2 separate regions of the Mus musculus genome follow, and region 2 is linked to region 1. A link is a contact called in public HiChIP or PLAC-seq data. All regions are on one chromosome and are shown on one strand. Each heading gives the region's core, a stretch centred on a gene start, on an enhancer-like site or on the middle of the called end of the contact. The rest is flanking DNA. Distances are from core to core; before and after follow the strand shown.

Evidence for each region. HiChIP or PLAC-seq counts read pairs in DNA pulled down with a chosen protein or histone mark.
Region 2: a contact with region 1 is called in an H3K4me3 HiChIP or PLAC-seq map of bone marrow-derived macrophages, with 4 times the contacts expected there. The contact joins two enhancer-like sites. A contact is called at or near these places in 3 of 15 datasets of contacts at CTCF or cohesin (CD8 T cells, large pre-B cells and pro-B cells), 3 of 484 Hi-C or Micro-C datasets (bone marrow-derived macrophages and nephron progenitors), 7 of 115 datasets of contacts at active chromatin or transcription factors (CD8 T cells, the HPC-7 cell line, bone marrow-derived macrophages and 4 more) and 4 of 9 other capture datasets (adipose tissue, bone marrow-derived macrophages, liver and 1 more).

Annotation. Positions count from the first base shown.
Region 1 is chr1:131,358,530-131,363,810 of GRCm38.p6, reverse strand. All of the region lies in intron 5 of Srgap2 (SLIT-ROBO Rho GTPase activating protein 2), which reads left to right. Gm51644 (a long non-coding RNA gene) reads right to left here. Exons shown (of 4, transcript XR_003947997.1): 3 at 5,241-5,281. Among named protein-coding and RNA genes, the nearest start is that of Ikbke, 82 kb to the right of the region's middle. Within about 2 kb of position 2,825, at least 13 of the 459 cell types and tissues checked have an H3K27ac peak or open chromatin away from gene starts, as enhancers often do. A contact at or near this core is called in bone marrow-derived macrophages and microglia, where this site is marked.
Region 2 is chr1:131,470,687-131,475,967 of GRCm38.p6, reverse strand. All of the region lies in intron 2 of Srgap2 (SLIT-ROBO Rho GTPase activating protein 2), which reads left to right. Among named protein-coding and RNA genes, the nearest start is that of Srgap2, 54 kb to the left of the region's middle. Within about 2 kb of position 2,112, at least 40 of the 459 cell types and tissues checked have an H3K27ac peak or open chromatin away from gene starts, as enhancers often do. A contact at or near this core is called in bone marrow-derived macrophages and microglia, where this site is marked.

The DNA.
Region 1 (5,281 bases), core at 1,576-4,075:
TTTCCAGTTGTGCAATTTTATTCTGGCTTCATCTGGGGCACCATTGAAAGAGACCAGCCAAGGTCTAGGTTACCAGAACAGCTGGGGTACAATTACCAGCAAGCCAGGGACCCCAAACTTGATGACAAGGAATGTAGCCTACATCACACTTCTGCATATTGGAAAGCGTTTAGGTCTTAAACTATGCATCAGAACTTAGATTAATTGTGGTTTGAGATTAGAGCAGATGCTGTAAATGGAAGCACAGATTCCTAAAGTCTTCAATGTGCAGCATCATTTCAGGCGAAGAGAACATGGCAAACACAACAGAGAGGTAAGCTTCGGCCTTGGAGAAAAGAAGGCAGTCTGCTTTGAACTCTTCAGACTGTGGTTTGTAGCAGTGTGCCTCAGGAGCCCTGGTGTTTGTTTTCTCTCAGCCATGTTTTGTTAATTACATTGAGAACACACACCAAGGAAGTTCCTTCTGCCAAAGGAGGAATACTTCAGTTGTAAACTTGTAGCTTTTCCAACCCTTTCCAAAGTTTGGATGTGCCAGCACTATGTGTCATTTTCTAGGGTGCCCTAACCTATTTGAAGGTGAAAATGATCTTCTGTATTTACTTCTTCCTCCCTCCCTCTACTCCTCCTTCCCTCTCTTCCTCCCTCCTTCCCTCCCTACCTCCCTCCCTCCCTGCCTTCCTCTTATCTCTCCATGCTTTACCCCCTTCCTTCACAGGATGGGAGGATAGTGGTGATGTGCTCCACAAGCGTCTGAGATCAGAATTCCAAATTCTTGATCCAGAAGTTTAGGTGTGGCCAGTATGTCATGGTAACTGTTGGTAAATAGACTTGAGTGGTCATCTAATTTGTCTCCAGTGATGCTCCAGTTGTTTTGAATTTCTACTCACTGACTCTTAATCTCTGAAGCCAAGTAATAGGTGGTACTCTTTGTCCCCTAAGTTTTTATTTCTCTCAAATGAAGTTAAGACTTTTTAAAAATAGAAGCATGGTATTGTGAACCATTTTCAGAGTGGATGAGTTTCCTGAACCTTATCTTTTCATTGCTTAACTTCTCTTTATTTTTAGACCATCTTCTAGGTACCAAGAAGAGCTGAGTCTTGCCTCTGTAGATCTCTCTAACATAACAATGGCACATGCTATTCTAGGACTCCTGTTTTCCCAGTAAATAAGCATCTTGAGTCTTTGCTATTTGCTGTTTACCAGAAGTCGAGCAACATCCTCAAACCAACTCAGACCCAGCATACTGCTTTTGCAGTGAGGTAGCAGAGGAAGAAGAGTCTAAAGAACTGTTAGCTTTGCCTTACTTCATAAGTGTTGATTTAGAAAGCAAATGGCAATATGTAAGCTGTGGTGGAATGAGGATGAAAACCATGGAGCTTGCTGCTTTTTCTGATGAAAGACAAGATGGAAGATTCTCCCCACCCACCCCAGCCCTGTGCCTACCATCCCCTATGTATTATTTTTAGTATTTATTTTGAGTGTGCATAAGGGATCATTCTTAGAAGTTTGTTCTCTCCTGCCACCTTGTGGGATCTGGGGATCAAACTCAGGTCATTAGGCCTCTCTACTCAGCCATCTCCCAGCCCTGAGACCTCTATGCTTAGTCTTCAGACCAGTATTGGCGATGGCTTCTGTGGCCACCATGAGCCCATAGTTAATAGAGAGCATAAAGCCTAGCATCCACATGCAGAATCAGTGCGTGTGCTGCTCCCTGCTTTGAGGTGAATTATTATACTTAAGATTCATCAAGTCCCAAATAAGGCTTAGCTATTTACATCTAAATGGAAAAAGAAAAACAGAAGACACCAGGAACTTCCAGAGAGGACAGAACAGACTCTGGTACACTGAGCCTTATACATGGTGGCCTCCCCCATTCCTACAAAGTAGAATGTGTGTCAGTGTCTGCTGATGTTTTTAGTTGTCGTGACTGGAGGATCCTACAATGTACAGAACAATTTGCCGCAATAGTTATCAAGCTCCAAAAGCACGGGTGTGCTGAGCCTAGACTGCTAAATTAGACACCTGAGAATCTGTCCTGCTCTGACTACTAGATGCATGCACTTGGAAGTCATGCACTGCAAGTCAGCATGATGATAAAAGTTGGTGGGAAGTTTGTTGTTTTCCACCCAGCAATTCCCCAGAAGCAGCAGCAAGTGACATGCTCTGATACCTGTATGCCATATGGCTGACAATGATTGAGGAATTCATATTTTCAAAATATGAGACTATATAAATTTGAAGGACCAAATAAATTTGAAGATTCTGTATAGATTATTAGGAAAGTTACAGACTAGAATTAAAAGTTGTTGTTTATGTAGGGTGAGAATATCTTAGGACTGGTCTGAGATTTGGGTGACTATATATCCTTTTTGCTGATTAGCCTAGTGCTCATGAAGAGAGAGAGAGCCACATTTTATTCAATACTTGAGAAGCAGAGGCAGGTTGAGTTCAAAGTCAGTCTGTTCTACATCGTGAGTTCCAGGCCAGCCAGTGTGACACAGTGAAACCTTCTCTTAAACATCGTGAGTTCCAGGCCAGCCAGTGTGACACAGTGAAACCTTCTCTTAAACATCGTGAGTTCCAGGCCAGCCAGGGTGACACAGTGAAACCTTCTCTTAAACATCGTGAGTTCCAGACCAGCCAGGGTGACACAGTGAAACCTTCTCTTAAACATCGTGAGTTCCAGGCCAGCCAGGGTGACACAGTGAAACCTTCTCTTAAACAGTTTCCTAGGACATATTTTTAGTGCTGAATTGGTAGTCTTGAGGAGAGCAGGATGTTAGTCACCCTACATGAGATAGTGGCTTCCTCAAGCAGGAACTTGATACTACCATGTGCTGCTAGCTTTGGAAAGCTATTTGCCATATATATACTCTTTGGGCATTAGGAAGAAATACGGAGAGTTTCTTCTAAAGAGCATTTCCCTATTTGCTCTATTTAAGAAAACAGGAAAGAACTGCTTTCACTGATCCTGTCAGCAGTAGAAATCATATGTGGCCAGGCATTGGTGGTGCACACCTTTAATCTCAGCAATTGAGAGGCAGAGCCAGGCAGATTTCTGAGTTTGAGGCCAGCCTGGTCTACAGAGTGATTTCCAGGACAGCCAGGGCTACACAGAGAAACCCTGTCTCAAGGGGGAGGGGGGGAAAGAAAGAAAGAAAGAAAGAAAGAAAGAAAGAAAGAAAGAAAGAAAGAAAGAAAGAAAGGAAGGAAGGAAGGAAGGAAGGAAGGAAGGAAGGAAGGAAGGAAGGAGAGAAGAGAAGAGAAGAAAAGAAAGAAAGAAATCATGTGTGATTTGTGGGTCATTGAAAGAAGAGATGAAGACCACTGTATTTTTCAGTGGTCTTCTTGCAGTTGCCCCTAACACCCATGAATACTTCTTTTGAGGGAACCAATTACTCAAGGGTTGATCATCTAAGTACTTTTAAACTTTGATGAGCCAAGAGGCAGAGCCCAGGTAGCTCTAAATAAAGATGCCTTTGAACAAGAGATCCAGAACCCCATGATAAGTAGCCAGCTATTCCTCTGCACCTTCTTCTTCTGCCTGAAGGGGCTTTGATTTCCCTGAGTTAGCATTATGTGCCAGGGGGAGTTTCCCACAGCTGTTCTCCCAGAGAGCAATCCCAGAGATTCTTGCACATATGTATGCTGGTCCATTATCCCCCTCTCCATCACAATGAGCTGGCTAGCTTGTAAGCCATAGTAAAGTGGTTTTCATTTTCTTTCTCATGTTGTAGGAATGCCTTTGAAGTCAGAGTGCAGTACTTCCTAAAGAACTCTTGGATTGATTGTCTGCCTCAATTGTACAGAGAGGCAGTGTCTGGAAAACCCAGGAAGCCCCTACAGGAAAGAGTATATATGGAGACAGGGAAGCCACATGGATTGGCCATGAAGAGTCAAAGAAACAGTAACATGAGAGAGGGCGGGGAGAGAGATAGTGAGACACTCTGGGGCTATCTTTACTCCAGAGGTTTTATGCTTCTGTATTATCTCTGAAGATGTCTTCTTGACTTGGTGCAGCAGCTGGTTGCAGGGCTGTTTCAAATTGAAATTCAGCACCTGTTCCCTTGAATCAGTGTCAGCTAATAGTCCCCTGATACTGTTTGTCTATTTGACCCTGGCATTAGGCACTAGCCATATAAAGACAAATAAGAGTTAGTGCTAAACTCAGGACATTTGGTTTTAATATGGAGTGGGGGTGCAGCAAAATGAGGCAGCAGATGAAAATAAGGTGCAAACTCTTTTACAAGTCTGTGGTAGAAGGGCATGTTCTTGAAGAGGTACAAGAATGGAATCTTAATTGCCAGTTGCCAGGAAGTCTTGGGTTTTTCACCTATCTTCTCCCCAACTCCCTTCATTGAGTTCTTACTCAAAGATATTGCTATATCTTTCCCATTCTCCATCTCTCTTGGGCTCTTACTGATAAACTGTTTTCAGTCTTTTTTTTTTTTCCTATATATACTGTTTCCACTGAGTTACCTATTTGGGTCTTACAAATTTTAGAAAACATTGGAAACCTCCTCAAATGTCTGAAAATCATTCTATGTAAATATACATACATATATACATACATACATACATACATACATACATACATACATACATGTGGTTTTGAGGCAGGGTTTCTCTGTATAACCCTGGCTATCCTAGATTCTCTCTATAGAACAGGCTGGCTTCAAACTCAGAGATCCACCTGCCTCTGTCTCCTGAGTTCTGGGATTAAAGGTGTCCACCACCACCCCTGACTGCTTACTCATATTTTGGAAGTGAAGCATATACAACATTTCCTAACTATGAAAATTTTAATTTCTTTTCATGAGAGGCTTCCTTGTATTCTTTAAGGGCAAGTTGCTGTTTTACTACATTTGAGTGCTTTGATCTCCCATGTTTATTTGCCATGTTTCCTCTTTAGCCTGTACTTCATAAAATAAAAATTCACTGTTTTATAATGCTTTACTCTAATGCTTGAATTCCTTTGTCTCATTCAAGTGAAAAAAGAGAAAAAGATCCCCTTGTCTGCCCTTCTTCAGGCAGCAGGGCAGGTGCCTTTCTAACTTCTTAACCTGGACAAGTAATGATCTGGTCAGGTGTCCTAGAAAAGCTTTGTTAATACCATTGATTGTTGGTATACAGGGTACGTGGAAGGTGAAGCTTCCAGGAAATGATGCCAGGTTCACTGTGAGGTGAATATTTAAATTTTTCTCAATCTAAAATGTGACATAATTGAGGCTGTACTGTACCTCTGTATTCCTCTTCCAACTCCAGGTGAACCTCCACGTAC
Region 2 (5,281 bases), core at 863-3,362, 110 kb before region 1:
GTTGTTTAGATTCTCAGTTATTTATTATGAGATTTTCTGGAGGTTTAAATATTTAATATGATGAAACAAATTACAATGGAGAATCTTTTACAAAAAAAGATTCATTCACCTACAGGAGAGGATCACTGGCCACTAATGGTGGTTTCACTGATCACTAGTCAGTGAAGTATGATTTAATGCTTTATATTCTCTAGTCTGCTGATGACTATAGAGCTTTTGGATTTATGATATATTCCATTTGATCTTTATTCATTTAACACTGTCTGGATACCATTTTCTGTGCCAGGTACCATGTTGGACACTGGGTGACAGACACAGCTAATTTCCTCATCCTTGGATCTCATAGCAGATGTTTGAATCTTTAGAGGCTTTGGATTCTGTTGTAGAGTTTTCTTAGGTTCTGTGTGGCACTCACTGTCTTGTACTTGAGCAGATGCTGCAAAGCCTGACTCACCATTCCTCACTGCTGCTGCTGTGGCCCAGAACTATCTATCACCTTGTACTGCACTGTGTCAGTAGCCTCCTAACTGCTCTTCCTCTCTTGTCCCTCCCATCTCCTTTTAATAGGACATCTCAAACAGTCTTAAAGAATGGAATTCAGGGAGCTGGAGAGATGGTTTAGTGGTTAAGAACACTTGTTCTTGTGGAGAACTTGGGTTCAAATGGTGGCTCACAACCATCTATGTAATTCCAGGTCCAGGAGATTTGACTCCTGATCTATGAGGACACCAAGCACACACATGTTGTACATATATGCATGAAAGCAAAAACACTCATATACATAAAAATAAATAAATAAATCTAAAACTGGAATTCAGCTCCTCATTCTCTGTGCATGTCTACCTGTGCTTTTGCATACAAGATTCTTCCTCTTCTTCCTCCGCAACCATGCTTTCTCTTACTCTTCACCTTGTGCTCTGCTGCATAACACTGGACTCCTGTTGCTTCCCTTAATCTGCCAAGCATGCTTAGCAGAGTCCTGCCTTGAGACTCTGAAGCTTCTTCTTCCTAGCACACTAGCATTTTCATAGTTCATTTCTCTGCTGTCTTGAATCTCTACTTGAAAGTTACCTTATTAAATAGCCTTTGTGACAGTTCTCTAGAAAATGTACCCTGACTTGGTATTTTCTTTTTCTTTTTTTTTAAATGGAAATCAGAGTTAGTTTTTTTTTTTTTAAGATTTATTTATGTATATGAGTACACTGTACACACCAGAAGAGGACATCGGATCCCACTACAGATGGTTGTGAGCCACCATGTGGTTGCTGGGAATTGAACTCAAGGACCTCTGGAAGAGTAGTCAGTGCTCTTAACAGCTGAGTCATCTCTCCAGCCCTGACCTGTTGTTTTCTGTTCGATTAATTTCAAATCACTTTCCCCCACTCCCCACTGTCCTCTAATGTTCCTGTGGGAAAAGGATTTTGTTCTGCTCTGTCTTTAATGCTTACAAAGTGCTTGGTAGGTATTTGTTGATTGAATACATCAGCCTATTACTGATTCAGTATCCTCTGTAGAAGGAGTCTCTTGGACCAGTGTTGCAGTATAGCGTTTGGAGACGGTATGGACAATACAGCTCTATTTGTTTAGAATAGGAATTTTCTTAATGTAAAAGGTATTTATTAACTTAAGTCCCAGTTTTAGCTTTAGGAGTATCATTTATTAATCAAAAGTCAAAGGATGGATTAGAAAGGAACTGAGAGACCATTTGATCATTTTCTGCCTTGCTGTCTATGTGAGAAGATAAGTGAACTGTCCAAAGTCATTAAGCTGGCTGAGGGTCAGTCTGAAAGTAGGCTTCTCACATCTGCGTTCATAGTCTTTCTTACATTTGTTTCCCTAGCGGTGGGAGTTCTTGAACTTTGAGATTGACATTTTTTTCTCCAGACTCTAAACAGGAGCCTTTCTCTGCACATTATAGGTCAGTATAGATGGGTAATGACTCAGTAATATGTGGAAAATCCCAGAGACTGACTGATGAGAATAGAAACTACCCAAGATGTGCTATGAACACCAAAACATGCTTCCTCTTTTTATTGGCAGGAGATGTATAGGGTGTAAAGGAAATGAGCCTTTGACACCCCAGTTGTTTTGTTACAGGCCACAGTGAATGTGTCTGCCATTTAAATTCAGATTTTTTGATGACTGGCCAAACCAGCTGCAAGCCTAGTCCTTTGGACTAGAAGCCTTGATTTTGCCAACTGTTCATTTTCTTGATAAACTTCATTATTTCAGGCATTTGTGTATAGCTAGCTTATTGTGGGGTTGTCAGAGAGGTATAGAGCTATTTCTTAGAGACAGTCATTCCTCCCCAAGTAGCATGTGTCCTGAAGCTGGCCCATCTCCATTCTTTTTGTAAGCATGTAAGGTCTTTTGTTTTAAATGATGATGTGAGCACAGACTGTTTAAAAAGGAAAAAAAAAAAAAGCAAACATTGGTAGGAGTGTGCTTTTAAATTGACCAAAGTGTAATTGGAGTGAGATTAATAAAAAGACAAGTTTATTTAACTACTTGCTATCTGGTTTGTGATACAGGGTATCCTCATTTGATTTAGAAGACACTTTGATCATTCATGAAGGAGATACCGTCTCTAATTCTCTCTATAGCGTATTATACTTGCAATCATCTTTATACCCATGCTTCTACTACATGAGTTTTATCCAAGCAAAGGTTCTGAACTTGACAGATACATATTTTGAAACAAGTGAAGTTCCAGTGTAGCTGTGCCACCTAGAAAGATTCATTTTGCTTTAATTACAAAGCCCATTTTAACTTAGTTTTTCTAACCAAAATACAGAGCAGAAAGATTTAAGGCTATGCTTTAAGATACTCAGTAAAGGGCTAGAGAGATGGCTCAGTGGTTAAGAGCATTGACTGCTCTTCCGAAGGTCCTGAGTTCAAATTCCAGCAACCACATGGTGGCTCACAACCATGTGTTATGAGACCCTCTTCTGGTGTGTCTGAAGAAAAAAAAAAGATACCTAGTGAAACAAAACTCATAAAATTAGGAACCAGGAGATTGTCTGTAGACGGTTTCTTGTTTAGGTTGGGTATCTATTTTATATCTCCTGACTTTGTAAGGTTATTTTTTGGGTGATTCTCACATATGAGTCTCAGTCACTTGTGGAATCTTTTGATAGAGAGAAGTCAATCCTTGAGTAGCTGAGTTTTGGTTCCTATAGATTTTCTTATAGAGAAGCTAGAGGAGCTGTCAGGATTAGAAGTCGTCTGATGGTTTTGGTGGCTGGAATTGTGCTAGATTCTGACTTACCTTCTTTTAACCCATGGCGAATTCCCTGATCCTTTTGAGGTAAAGGCAACTTACAACATAAATAGTGAGGCAGTTAAATCCTCACCAATTCTTATTTTCTGTGTTAAAATATCTTAGAGTTTAGTCCTGCTTTTCTCCTTTTTTTTCTTTTTGTTTTTTCCTAGTAGTGTTTTTAATTGGCAATTTCATTTACACATAAGTAAAAGGATATTAACCCAGCTCTGGAAATAAAACTAAGCCTGTATATTAGTTCCCTAATTATTCTTCCTGTTCCACTTTTTTTGCTATTTTAGAAGTAGGGTGACTGATCTCTCTCTCTCTCTCTCTCTCTCTCTCTCTCTCTCTCTCTCCCTCCCTCCCTCCCTCCCTCCCTCCTTCTCTTCTTTTTTCCTTCTTTCCTTCTTTCTCCTTTCCTGCCTCCCTCTTCCTCTCTTCCTGATGTTGTCTTTGACATTTTTGTTTTGGAAGAACAGATGACAAGCTGTGTTTAAGACTCTATGAGAGGGTACAGATGGATGACAATCTTTGATAATGGTGACCAGAATTAGGATAAATTAAATGAAGTAAACATTGTCCCCCAGTGATAGGAACAAGTGACCACAAGTGTTAAACAGATCTGGAATGGGATTCTCACCTCATCTCCAAGATTCTGCAGGGAATACACACTGCCTAGAGACCCATTTCCCCCTGACCCTATAAAGATTTTTTAAAAGAGTAACGTCCTAAGTGGTTTTCTGGCCTGATTGCCTGCTTGTTATTCTTTGAGAGAAAGGAGGAAGGCAACTGCCTGTGGCGCCTCACAATCTCCAGAGGTGTGTAGATTCTGCCCTGGACAATACTAATCCCCTGGTGAATGCTTTCCTCTATTCATTGCCCCTATACAACTTCCTGGGATCCAGCATTGGTAGCTCTTTCAGTGGACCACTCCTTTCTGCTAAAGTTGCCTGGCAGTGGTGCAAGTTTTCTGGTTGCTTTGCTGGCTTGTTACTTGAGTGGTAGTTAGGGAGAGGCTAGACTGAGCTTTTGAGACTAGTGTCTTGATCCCTTGTAGATGATCTGTTGAGAACTTTGTCTTCACTCTGCCACCTTTTGTGGCACTGTATGTGGTTCTCGAGATGAGAATGGAGATGAACTGGAGTCCTTTGTTGGTGTTTTGGTAAAGAAGTTGTCTTAGTAAGGGTTTCTTTTGCTGTAATAAAACACCAAGACCAAAAGCAATGTGGGGAGGAAATGGTATTTCATTTTACAATTCTGAGATCACAATATATCACTGGGGGATGTCAGGGCAAGAAATTAACGCAGGAACCTGGAGGTAGAAACAGAAGCAGAGGCCATGGAGGAGTGTTCTTATAAACTTGTTCTTCATGGTTTGCTCAGCTCTATTTTCTTAAACCATCTAGGACCACCTGCTCAGGCATGGTACCACACCAATGGGCCGGGCCCTCCCTCATCAATCTTTAATTAAGAAACTGCACCATAAGTTTGCCCATAGACCAGTTTGATGGGGCATTTTCTCAGTTGAAGTTTCCTCTTCTCATGTAATTCTAACTTGTGTTGACTTGACAAAAAACAAACCAGGACAATAGTCTAGACTATGCATAGGTGGGCTTTTTGCTTTCGTATGTGTGCTTATTTTTGTTTTTTGTTTTGTTTTGGTTTGGTTTTTTTTGACCCTTTTATCATCATCATCATTATTTTATTTATTTATTTATTTATTTATTTATTTATTTATTTTTATGGTGTCTTTGTTTGCATGTATGTTTGTGTGCCTGGACCCAAGGAAGCCCAAAGAAGAAGTTGGATTCCCTGGAGGTGGAGTCACAGATGGTTGTGAGCTGCCATGTCAGTACTGGGAATGAAACCCAGGTCTTGTGGAAGAGGAAGTGCTCTTAACTGCTGAGTCATCTCTCGGCCCTTTTCTTAACCTGTGATATTTCTCCATGAGCTCTTGCTACATTTTTCATGCCTTTGGATTTTCTACCTTCTCTTGATTGAATTTACATAATATCCACT